Linked DNA regions of Anas platyrhynchos: region 1 is linked to region 2. The links are chromatin contacts, called in public Hi-C maps. All regions are on one chromosome and are shown on one strand. Each heading gives the region's core, a stretch centred on a gene start, on an enhancer-like site or on the middle of the called end of the contact. The rest is flanking DNA. Distances are from core to core; before and after follow the strand shown. Region 1 overlaps WAC (WW domain containing adaptor with coiled-coil). Region 2 holds the start of WAC (WW domain containing adaptor with coiled-coil).

What was found. A called contact is a pair of places that touch in the nucleus more often than the background predicts.
Region 1: a Hi-C map of F5 follicle shows a contact between it and region 2, with 1.9 times the contacts expected there. The contact joins the enhancer-like site here to the promoter of WAC in region 2. A contact is called at or near these places in 4 of 8 Hi-C or Micro-C datasets (F1 follicle, F5 follicle, small yellow follicle and 1 more).

Annotation. Positions count from the first base shown.
Region 1 is chr2:143,215,808-143,222,415 of IASCAAS_PekinDuck_T2T, forward strand. WAC (WW domain containing adaptor with coiled-coil) reads left to right here. Exons shown (of 14, transcript XM_027450568.3): 12 at 191-377; 13 at 3,135-3,262; 14 at 5,991-6,205. The coding sequence ends at 6,060. Among named protein-coding and RNA genes, the nearest start is that of BAMBI, 29 kb to the right of the region's middle. Within about 2 kb of position 2,279, at least 6 of the 8 cell types and tissues checked have an H3K27ac peak or open chromatin away from gene starts, as enhancers often do. A contact at or near this core is called in F1 follicle, F5 follicle, small yellow follicle and 1 more, where this site is marked.
Region 2 is chr2:143,162,457-143,168,304 of IASCAAS_PekinDuck_T2T, forward strand. It overlaps WAC (WW domain containing adaptor with coiled-coil), which reads left to right and starts at 1,504. Exons shown (of 14, transcript XM_027450568.3): 1 at 1,504-1,810; 2 at 2,006-2,042; 3 at 3,492-3,687. The coding sequence starts at 3,549. It also overlaps LOC101792949.

The DNA.
Region 1 (6,608 bases), core at 1,029-3,528, 54 kb after region 2:
TGCTGTAGCACTCAGATGGTTCCCATATTACCACGATGTTTGTGGAAAAGTGCCACAGGGCTGATCTACCAGCAATATTTATGGTTTAAATGCTTCATGTACTTTGTGGCTGGAAGCAGTGAATTGTGATTTTCTCTACAAGTTTACATATGTTTTTAGATGCTTATTTTTCTTAAATTCTTTCTTCTAGTAGTCAAAGAAGCCCATCACCAGGTCCAAATCATACCTCTAGCACTAGTGCATCGAATTCAACATCTGCACCGCAGAATACATCTGTACGACCCACTTGTTCATTAACACCTACGCTAGCAGCACACTTCAATGAAAACCTTATAAAGCATGTTCAAGGCTGGCCTGCAGACCACGCGGAAAAGCAGGTGAGTACGCTTCTGCTCTGCTCCTTCTGAGGCTGCTAAACGGGTAGCTTTAAAACTCTTTGTTACCCAGGTTGCTTTTTCTAGAAATTGGAAGCATCTTTAAAAACCAGAAACATGCTTGTCCTCAGCCAGAAAGAGGGGGGAGGTTAGGCCAGACCTTGCAGGCTTTACATGCGATTACTGCTTAGCAGTTGGGTATTTTCTTGCTTAACGTACCAGTGCTTTTGAAATTCTCTCCGATGGAAGAATAGTCATCATAGCTATTTTCTCTTATTGCCAGAGTTCTGTTGAAATTTACAAAGAAAATGAATTTCAACATAGTTTTTCAGTAACAACAGTATCTTTGCTATGTGGAAGATGTCATTAATTAGGTGACATAGTTAAAACTATGTGAGACCAATCCACAGTTGGAGTCACTGAGTTATTAACTCTTCGCAGTGAAAAAAGAACTGTGCTTTGTTTGTTGCACCTGTTTTTTAAGGAGATGTAGGGGTCTCAGACTAAATTTGGACTTCATATTTTTGTTTGTTTTTTGTTTCCATATATGGAAATCCATAGAATTGTTATCGTTATTTTATAAGTGCACAAAACATACCCTTTTGGTGGTAATGTGGGGAAACTGGATGCATGTCAGCTACTTGAAATGTGTTACTCAAAGAAACCATATTGATACTGAGTCCAGTTCAAGGCCTTTCTGTCACAGGCAAACCAGTCTGACACAGGCTGTCAGGTATTAACCTTACTTAGCCCAGCTGACTTTGGTCTTTTGGCTGCATGCTGGCTTAAGGGTACACAGAAGTTTTTGGCAAGTAACTTGCAGGGTGACTCTTAGAAGTGCAGTCTAGGCTCATTCTCTGTGTGGATTCTTGGTTGTTGCCTTGTTTTTTTTTCCTCATTAAGTTTTAAATACAGTTTTAAGCTACTGAAAAGCTGTGCTGAGTCAAAGCACCATTGCTGGGGAAGGTGTGCTGTCATAAGGATGTGATACAGCACAGTCACTTCTCCCTGTGGCCTTGGCCCAGTGCTTGGAGAGTTCAGATTGGTAGCGTTATTTTCACTGCGTACTGAACACCTTTTAATAACAATCTTATATGCAAAAATGATTCTAAGACCTTCTGGGTGAAGTTGCTTTAAGATGGATGGCTGGACACCTTAAAAACTACTTAAAGAGTGGTTATTGCTGGTTTGCTCTAAAAGCTATGGAGCTGTGTATGCAGGACATGAGATGATGATGTCCTGCTGGAGCCTAGGTGTACTCCTGGATGTCAACACAATCCAGAAAAGAAAACTTAATGGAGGGAATTAGATCACAAAGTTCTTTGACCTGGATAAATTCCAGAAGTTGATGAAGACCTCTGCTAAATACAGTTCTGTTCAGGAAGGGAAAAATGAGGTGTACAAGTACTTCAGCAGATGTTGTGGATTAACCCCGGTAGGCAGTTAGGCACCACACAGCTACTTGCTCACTGCCCCCGCTGAGCTAGGGGACAGAACTGGAAGAACACAAGTGCGAGAACTCCTGGACTGAGATGAAGGTAGCTTAATAAAGAAAAGGGAGGGGAAACAAACAAAACAAAGGCAATGCAAAAGCCATCGCTCACCACCAGCTTACTAACCAATTCCCGACCAGTCCTGAAGCAACAGCAACCCCTGGAAGATTGCACCCACCCTCCCACTGCCCCCCCAGTTTTCTTGCTGAGCGTGATGTTATGTGATCTGGGATCTCTCTTTGGTACTGTTTGGGTCAGCTCTCGCAGCTGTGTCCTTCCCCAGCCTCATACACACCCCCAGCCTGCTTGCTGGGCAGGCAGCATGCGAAACAGAAGGCCTTGACAGCGTGTAAGCAGTGCTCAGCAGTAGTTACAGCACGGGTCTGTTATCAGTACTGCTTCAGGTACACAGCCAAAACACAGCATCATACAGGCTGCTGTGAAGAAAACTAACTCCATCCTAGCCGGACACAGTGTGGCAGAGACCAACATTGCTAAACAGTAATACCACAGGGAAGGATCTATTTGAGAAATCAACTTTTTTTCATCATGCTGCTAGCAAGAAGTCCTCTTTCTATATCTCAGTGTGATGCAGAGAACCTCTGAGTAATTGCACTACTGTTCTTGGTGCTGTTGAGTTAGCTGGAGTCACATACCCAGTTCAGTGACAAGAGGTTAAGAAATCTTCAAACTGGGAAGATCGGTCGTGTCTTCTGAGCATACACATCTGCTCATCTCCGCGTGGCTAAGTGGAAACACCAAAGTAATGGAGTTTGTCTAGAAGAGAACACCTGCAGAGGGTTAAGTTTTGTTTTCTATATGAAGTAGGTGAAAAGAAGATGGCATTCAACTGTTTTTGTCATTGAAGCTTAATTTAGATGAGAAATTTAAGTTGACCATTGAAAAAGCGGCTGGAGGCTCTTAACTACTTGAACAAATTAATTAGCACATGACAGGGTTCTGAGTTTCCTAACTTTTAAGATGATTCAATAAACATTTGTTAGGATCAAGGATATCTGAACCATTCCTGCATCAGTCTGAGTTAACATAATCTATTGACATCCAGTATAATTTCTGATTCTAAATGGGCTTTTTTAGAGAATTCACTGCTCTTCTGATTTAATTTACAGTGCGTTCAGAAGTCATAGCACTTCAGAAGTTACAGTGCTTTGCTGTTTCAAGACATTAATCCAGCAGTCCTTTGGCTACAGCCAGTTGTTTCCAGTGCTTGAGTCAAAATCCTAACCTTTATATTTAATTGTTGCAGGCATCAAGATTACGTGAGGAAGCCCACAACATGGGAAGTGTTCATATGTCAGAAATTTGTACTGAATTAAAGAATTTAAGATCTTTAGTTCGAGTATGTGAAATTCAAGCAACTTTGCGTGAGCAAAGGTAAGTGGGTTTGTTTTCAAAAGCATAATTTTCAAGGTGGCATTAGAGTTCCCATTCGGGTATTGTTTTGCATGAGCTGTGTTTTCTGATGGCTTTGTAAGCAAGCTGATTGTTACCAGGGGTGAGAGTTGTCTTCCTTCTGTGTGTTCTGTTTCCCAGACTGATAACAGTTGATAGTGCCTAGTGAATAGAGGCAGATATGCGACATCTGTATATATTTTGTCTTATACAGATGGAAAAGACATCTTTCCTGATACCTTAGTGGGTTAAGATTCTCACAGTAGTTCAGAATAATTCTAAAATACCTGTCCATACTTGATTGCATAGATTATATAGATACTCATCTATGTGGTTTATACTGGTCTTAAACACTACAATTTTCATGAGCCGTTTATTGGGTCAAACAAGTCTGATGAGTTCTTGCTGATATCACAAACTAAGGAAAAATAAATCTGTTATTTGGGTAGGAGGTATCTCAGAAGGTCTTGGGGTTCTCTAGTGAGAAAGAGGTGATTATGGCAAAGTAGACTTCTGCTTCTCAAGTCAGTAATGGAGAGTGTCTTTCTTATTAACAGCATGGTTGTGTATTGTTTCAGAGACTGTTGTGCAACATCGAAAAGTTTAGTCTTACTGCATGTTCTGACACATTTTTCATTGGTAGTCATGATCTTGAGTTAACTTTCATACTAAGTTTCCTTTCTGAATGATGTTATCCTGTATACTGTGACACTGAAGTTTGACTACAGTGATTCTTATTTCCTACTTCATTCAGCCTTAGTAGTGTTGTATGCTTTTTAAACAGCTAGTTCTGTCCCAGAAGCTCTTGCTTTTTGGTAGTTGGTAAAACAATCCTTGTAATCAGAAGTAGGCTGTAAAAAGATTTGTACAATTACCCTAATAAAAAAATATAAAATGTTAATTCTTTCATAGCTTCATAGTGTCATTATATAAATTATAGTTTCTGTAGGAACTGCTTGGTTCCTTACAGATGAAGTAAAACCTCTTAAGCTTTCATTTCTGTGTCTGGAGGCACATTTTATCTGACATAACATGTCAAATGTCATTGCTGAGCTCCCTAAATGGCACCTTGTTTCTTGTACACCATGTATCCTTAAGCCATGAATGGATATGGATGATCATGACTTTGAATCTCTGATAATCTTTCTTTTGCTTTTGCTGCCATCCCAAAGACAATGAATATGTGGCATAAGTAATAATTTGGGTGGGTGGATAGGGGGAGGCCTTCACAAAGTATGGGATGATAAAAGCCTATCAACCTGAATGATGATAACATTTCTGTATTTTTGTACTGAATAGAACTATTTAGGTTCGTTGTGAGAAGGAACTTGATCTTTGTTCAAAGCAAGTGTATTGTTTGAACCAGAAGTGACAGTTTGTGAAATGACACTCTTCACTCACTGGTGCATTTCATACGCCTGTACCTTTTGAGCTTAATGTGTTTTTCAGCGTGTCTGTCCTGATTGTTTATCTACTTTTTAGTAGAAAATTGATTTTTACTGAACTGGGGATGTATTTGAAAAGGGTTCTACAAAAGTCTGCTAAAGTGGATGCACTTTCTTTATCTTATTAAAGCTGTTTCGGACTTGCAGAATATTTGTCATGTTTCAACTCTTTCTTAATTTTTTCTTCATTCATATGCTTGCATTACACTTCAGCGTTATGGAAAGTTGTTACAAAATATTTATTAAAAACTTCAGGAAACGGTATCTAAACCACATGTTTGTTAACTGAAATAATTGCTTAGGCCTGTGCAGTAGTAGAGGAAAAGTTCATAAGGGAAGTGCTAGCAACAAAATTGATTTCTAAGTAAGTGTAGTTGCAGCTTTTTTCTTGGATCTTGTAATAAAGGAATTTTCCATAACTAGAGGCAAACCTCAGAATATTTTTTTCCTCTACCAGTCATAGAGCCAAATACTAGAAAAAAAGGTTTTGCCTAGAAGAAAACTTCCTTGTTTAAAACTCCTTCACTAAATTACTCTGTATGTGGCTGAACCAAACTAAAATACATCGGGCTGTGTTATAGAGATAAGTGTTTTAGGGAAACAAGAGCATGTGTAACTCTCCTGCCTGCACTGTTACCTAAATCTAGTGCAGTATAAAATCCTTCAGAACAATGGGAGGAAATCAGTTAAAAGACGTTAGGGCAATGGCTTGTGTCTCTAGTGGCACTGTCTCTCCAAGAACAGGCAAGTTCAGATAGAAAACAAGGCTATGGAGGAAAAAAAACTGTAACCTCTGTACCACTGGAGGTACTGAGGCTAGGGTGGGGACAGAGGAGCATTGTATTTGCTGAAAACTTGAGTGCTTTGGGTTGTTGGACAGTTTGGAAAACTGCATCCCAGACATAATAACATTTTTCAGAATATTGAGCTCATGTACTCTTCTACTGCGTTCCACTTCTTCTTGAAGTTAAATTCAGCTGAATAGGAGGCTTAAATGTCACCGTGTTTTGGTCATAATGAAACTCAGCAGCTTAGTTTTCTGAATAACGGAATCTAATCCTGCAGGTTTCTGCACCTGCACACGGAGCATGTAGGTGATTAAATAGATTGGGAATTCATTTTAAAATACTTCCAAGTTTATTAATGGAGCTAAGAAGCTTGGAATCTTTCCAGGAAATTGTAAAGTATTTGTGTAGATACTTGCACTTAATGTCTCTGTACGATGAAAATGTTTACGCTAATTCTTTTTTTCTTTTCTCTTGCAGGATACTATTTTTGAGACAACAAATTAAAGAACTTGAAAAGCTAAAGAATCAGAATTCCTTCATGGTGTGAAAAGTTGTAAACAATTGCACATGGTTTTGAGTACAGGAACTATGAAACTGATGCCCAGTCTTAACACTTTTGAGCTGCATTTGAGTAGACTTTGGACCGTTGAGCTGGGCAGAAAAAAAGATGACATGGGGAAGGGGACAGGAGGGAGTCAAATTCAGGGGAAAGATACAAGAATGATTTGTAAAACCCTTGAAATGTAGATTTCTTGTAGATGTATTCTTCACGTTGTAAATATGTTTTGTAGAGTGAAGCCATGGGAAGCCATGTGTATCAGAGCTTAGACATCCAAAACTAATCAATGCTGAGGTGGCTAAATACCTAGCCTTTTACATGTAAACCTGTCTGCAAAAATTAGCTTTCTTTTTTTTTTTTTCTTTTTTTTTTTTCTTTTTTTTTTTTTTTTTTTTAGTTAATTTATCGTTCAGAAATCTTGCATTTCCTAAAATTCAATGCAAGCGCCAGGCGATCTGTGTCTAAGGCTGCAACAATTTGGGTAATGTACAAAAATATCATGAAACAACTGTTTCCACACTTGCACCGAATCAAGA
Region 2 (5,848 bases), core at 254-2,753:
AGGAAGGTTGAAGGGAAAGTCCCTCTCTATTTGTACTGCTGAGGTAGAGTTCTGCGGCTAGCCATGTCTCACCTAGCAGAATTTTAGTACTTTGGAATCCAAACACTTGACAGTTTCACGTTACATTACTTTTCAGTTCTGGGGTATGCTTTAAGTCTCCCACCTCCTTCTTCAGGACATTAAGCAAAGTTCTAGAACTATCCAAAATCTTCATGTAAGCAGTTTCAGCTTCGTTAAGAATTTTGCTAAGATCATTCCGCAAAGCTATCTTCTGGTCCAGGTTTTCAGACACATGCCCCAGTTGTTCATTCAGGGCTTGAATTTCATGCTGGAGCTTACTTTTTTCCTCTTCTGCTTGCTGAATTTGTTTGTTCAGCTCCTCTTTTTGCATACATAAGTCTTCGATGTATTTTACCAGCTCGTTATTGTAACCCTGAAGAATAGCTCCCGGCTGAGTCATCCTCCACTCCTATGCCCGAGCTCTGCCACGGCTTCCTGAGGTCCCCTTCTTGGCAACAGCCTTCTGCGCCCTAACAAAGGGAAACAAGGAGAAAATAGAAAGTTCTGTAACAGTTAGTATATATAATGTGATGATAACGCTGAGACAGGCCGAGGATACGCTGTTCAAGGTTTATACACTGTTTTTGAGGTGGGCCATGCTGTGTCCCTTGATGGAATAGGAGCAAGACAAAAGGCAGAGAGGGCTGAGCAGGGGGGCTCAACAAGCACAACCAGCAGCACCCACCAGATTTTAAGCAAAATAAGGGGAATAAGGCATCTCCCCTCGCCCACAGAACCCGAATTTACCACAACCCACCCAATCTGACCCCCCCCAGCCCCACCACCCCCCTCCCGAGCCTCCAGCGCCCCTCTCCCCGTCCCCCTGAGGGGGGATGCTGAAGCAGCGCAGCCCCCCAGGGACATCTTACAACCACCTCCTCCCCGCCGGCCGCCTCCTGGCCGCGGCCGCGCCGCGCACAAAATGGCTCCTGCCTATACATCAAGTCCCCGGGCGGAAGGGGAGGCGAGCCGGGACCTTCCCTTTCCTACCTCGCAGCCGGAGCCGGTCCTTTACGGGCGCCCCATCGCTGCCCCCCGCCGCCTCTTGCGGTCCCCTCAGCGCCGGGCTCGCCCCCTCAGCGCCGCCAACGGCCGCGCCGAGCGGGGTGGCGGAAAGAGCCGTGCGCTTCCGAAGGGTGAGGGGGGGGTGGAAAATAACCCGAGCCCTCGCTCCGGAAACGGCCGATGTTTTCCGAAGACAGGTAGCGCTCGGCAGAGGAGGGCGGGGGGAGGGAGCGGCGGAAAGAGCCGATGTTTGCCGAAGGGCGGGGAGCGGGGGGCGTGGGGCTGGGCGAAGGCAGCCGATGTTTGCCGAAGGCAGAGTCGCCCGAGAGCAAAGGGGACAGCGGGGACGGCGCGCGGCGGAAAGAGCCGAAAAGAGCCGACGTTGCCCGAGCGCGGCGGCGCCCGCGTTTCCCGGATGTAGTTGGAGGAGCGGCGGCGGCGGCGGCGGGCGGCGCAGCGGGGGGAGGAGGCGGCCGCGGCGGCTCCCACAGCGGCGGCCTCGGCGCTCCGGGGGCGTCTGAGCGGGCACGGGGCCGAGCTGCCGGCGTCTGGAGGAGGAGGAGATGGGCCCGTGAGCGCTGCTCGCAGCCCAGCCGCCCCCCCCCGCCGTGCTCTGCCTGCCTGCCCCCGGTGAGGCGGAGCGCTGCCTCCCCCTCCTCCTCCTCCCCCCTCGGCGCCCGTGGCCCGGCCGCGGCCGTCGCCTGCTGGTGCCCTCACACTCACGCACACAGGCCGGGCATTGATGGTAATGTATGCGAGGAAACAGCAGAGACTCAGTGATGGGTAAATCCCTTCCTCCTCCTCCTCCTCCTCCTCAGGCCCCCGGCCCCTCCGCCATGTTGTGGGGCCCCCCCCACCCCCCCCCCCTTTGCCCCGGGGCCGCCTCCTCCTAACGCCTCTCTCTTTTCTCTCTCTTTTCTCTCTCCATTTCTCTCTCCAGCTGTCACGACCGCAGGGGGGACTCGCAGCCCTACCAGGTACCTGCAGCGCCGGCCGCTAGGCCCGGGAGGAGGAGCAGGGGAGGGGAAGGAGGGGAAGGGGGGGGGGGGGGGGGGGGAGCTACTCCAGCCCAGGCTTCGGCCGCCGCCGCAGGCCGCGCCGCCCCCCGGCAGCCCTGAGGGGGCCCCGGAGCGCTGAGGGGGTGGTGAGGAGCCGGGGGGAGGCTGCCCGAGGAGGGGACGGGGCTGTGGAGCGGCTGCGAGGCCGCCGGGGCCGGGCCGAGGAGGAGAGGCCTAGTGCGGGCCGGGCCGGGCTCGGGCCTAGAGGCGGGGAGGGGCGGGAGAGCGGCTCGGGGTCGGCGGCGGAGGAGCGGAGCCCCCGGGGGGAGGTGAGTGGGGGTCTCCCAAAAACAAAAGGAGGCTTGTTCCACCCCCCCGCCCCCCCTTCTTTAGCCCTTTCTTCGCCCCAAAACTGCGGCTGTGGGTTGAAACCTGAGCAGGGCTCGATTGGAGACCCTGAGTAACTTGAAGGGGGGGGGGGTGGAATGAGGGTTAATTTCGACGGTTGCCAGCTGCTGGGCTCCTTCGCCGAACATCAGAGCCTTGAGCTGCTGGCAATAACCTGGATTTCCGTCAGGCAGGTGCTGTATTCCTCTGTCTTGGCTATGGGGAAAAAAAAAATCGGTTCTCAGGGTGTGAATGTGGGGAATGCTGCGTGTGGTGATATTGCTCTCCTTAGGGCACATAATGGAAGTGTTTTATTACATTTCTGGGTATTTGTGCCACCATGAAGAGCAATCTGACAGTCCAGGGCAGCTGTCAGTGACAGTTCATGTAAATGTAAACACTTGCCCCTCAGAAGCTCAAGCTGCAAAATCAAGCACGTCAGAGAGAGGCAGAATATGTCATTTTTGGTAAACGTTTTAAAATTAATTTATCAAGTTACATGTTCCCCAAATTGTCAAGTTACACGCTCCCCAAACTAGATTTTTATTACATCTGTTACCAGGTTGCTAGTACTGAAATCCACCTCACAAAAGTTTAAGGTGAAACTGAGCACCCTCGATTACAGTCTGGAGGAGATATTCAAAGTTTACACTGATTCAATGCAACTTTCTGTTTATTCTCTTAATATCAGCAGAACTTGTGCTTTTCCCAGAAGTGTCAGAAGTACTGCAGCCTATGTACTGCTGAAAGCATGCAGTCCATCACTGGAAAGATAAAGAAATTAGGTCCATCCTAACGGCAGTTGTTAACTTTGGATCATGGTGGGAGCAAATGGTTTGAGTTCTAATTACAGAACTTGTTGCTTTAATGTAGGTAATTAAAATTAGAAAGGCTAATGTTGATTAATAAATGGGAAATGAAAAATTAATTACCTTTAAAAGTATTTTGGAAAGAGGTCTAAAACTTAGATCTGATGTTAATTTTTTTCTGTGACTTTCTGTCTAATGTCAATGCCTGCTCTCTTGCGATCTTCTGTTACAGGCTCTTAAGTACTCATCCAAGAGTCACCCCGGTGGTGGTGATCACCGTCATGACAAGATGCGAGACACCACAGATCCTTCACCACCAAATAAAATGTTGCGGCGCTCTGATAGCCCTGAAAACAAATACGGTGACAACACAGGGCACAGTAAAGCAAAAAGTGTGCATACTCACAGAGTTAGAGAGAGGGATGGTGGTGAGTTATCTTTAACCTTTATTTAAGCAATTACTAATCCTCATAAGTATCAAAATTGAGCAGTTACCACTCAGGTGAAGGGAACATTGCACTAAATGGTATACCTTGATGCTTGGAAAACTACAGAGAAACCAAAATGCACGTTTCGTTGGAAGCAGTCATTTTGGCAGTATAATACCTATTGATTTTCTTATTTTTACAGGTGTAGGAGTTTCTGTTTGGATCATAAAGCTTATATAAACTTTCCTTTTTTAAATTAGTATGTCTGACTTATTTTAGACATGCAGCAACATTCAATAATGTGAAATGGTATTCTAGATTATTTTTCACTAGTGTTGCTGTCTTAGAGACTATAACATTGCTGTTTTAACATAATTTTGTGTATTGTAACGCTCTACTATGGCGTTTATCCTCTGAAACACATAACTACATAAAAAGGAAGAAAAGCTTCATATTTAGATGCTGTGTAGAATTCTTAACAATCTTAGAATGATAATCAAAGATAGTACTTAGAATCCCTCTTGGCAGAAGCTTAGAGTCAGCTCACCTGTGTTTTTACAGGACATGATAGATAGTAATAACATGCCCAGATATTTCTTAACGGATACTATTTTCTATCCCTACCACCTAGAAACAGGAAAGAATAGGATTTTCCTTTTAATAAAAGATGTAACAGCTATAGTTTAGAAAATTGTGTTTACTGACTGAATTTGGAAGCCTGTTCCCAGTTTTGTAAGTATTCTAACTTGATATGAAGAACAAATATAAAGTATTCCAGTAGAGAACTTGGAACAAAGAAGCATTGATTCAAAGTTCCATATAAAGTTAACAATCTGTGATGTACGGATATATTTATGCTGCAGGATTGTTCCTTGTTGTAATAGTTTAAGTAAAATGTCTGGAAGTCCCGTTTAGAATATACTAGTTCACTACCACAAGGATATTTATGATACCCAAGTGTTCTTATAGTTCCTAATTTTTCTCCTTTTTTGGATTAATACAGAGGCTCTGTAGACCACTGATAATGTGATACGGTTCTGTAGAAGAATTACAAAAACATACATCTTGTGTTAGTATGCTGGTTTTCATTATATTTGATCATACTTGAAGGTGTAGGAATCTCACAATCAAATGCATGTGTAAAACTGGTAGGCTGCTGTTCTGTGCTACTTTCCAAGACACAAATCGGCCTTCTCTTTCCTGTTCACCTGTCTGAAGATATTCGTCCTACATACTCTTGTAATTCTGCTGAGTTTTGCTACAATCAGTAATTTTTTTGTTTCAGTGCAGCTACGTTTGGTGGAGTTACGCATATATGAAAACATCTGGAGGCTCTATGGGGAGCACATTTGCTTATTTGAGTACTGAAACTGTTCTTAAGGATAGGAAAGATATTCTGAAGTTCTCACTGAGTCTGGCTGGATTGAGTAGCTGGTAAATGACCTGACGTGCAGGTGTTCACAGTAATGATGGAGGAAAATGAAATATTTGTAGTTCTGTAAGTGTAAGGAACACTTAGAAACTTACTGCCCCTTCTCCTTACTAAGGCTGCAAACACAATTAAAAAAAATCCTTTATTCTGATCTGAAAGTGCTTCTGTCTACATCGTATGTTAGTAGACTAGGAGAAGGAAGTAGTCTTAAACAGTTTGAGGGAAGTTAGTAATTTTGAAACATAAGCATCTGTAATGGAACGGCTAAGTGATTTGTGTGTGTGTGTGCTGTTAATAAGGTTAGTTTGGTGCCAGTTTAAGGGTTTCAGAACATAATCAAAACAACCAAAGTTGTGTTAAGCACTACGCGTTGCATATAGTAAACCAAAGTTGAGCAGGTATGAGCAGGAGGATGTTAACTTTGTCTTCCAGAGTAACTACATACAGGTTTGCACTTGTTGGATCTTTTTTTCTGTCCCACTATGACTTACTGAATCTTTCTGTCATTATGAATTGAAGGTAGGTGTTAGAATGTAGGTAAATGTGGACGTTTACACGTTGCTAATATCCAAAAGACATCATCTAATAATTTACCATGCCCTCTGTCTGCTGAAGTGCACCGAGGTACTGTTTGTTGTTGTAATATTAACACGGTTTTGCAGGTGCAGACATACAAGGGAGAAAAAGGAAAAGTCTGTCTTTGTTTAAATGAGCTGGTAAAAAAAAAAT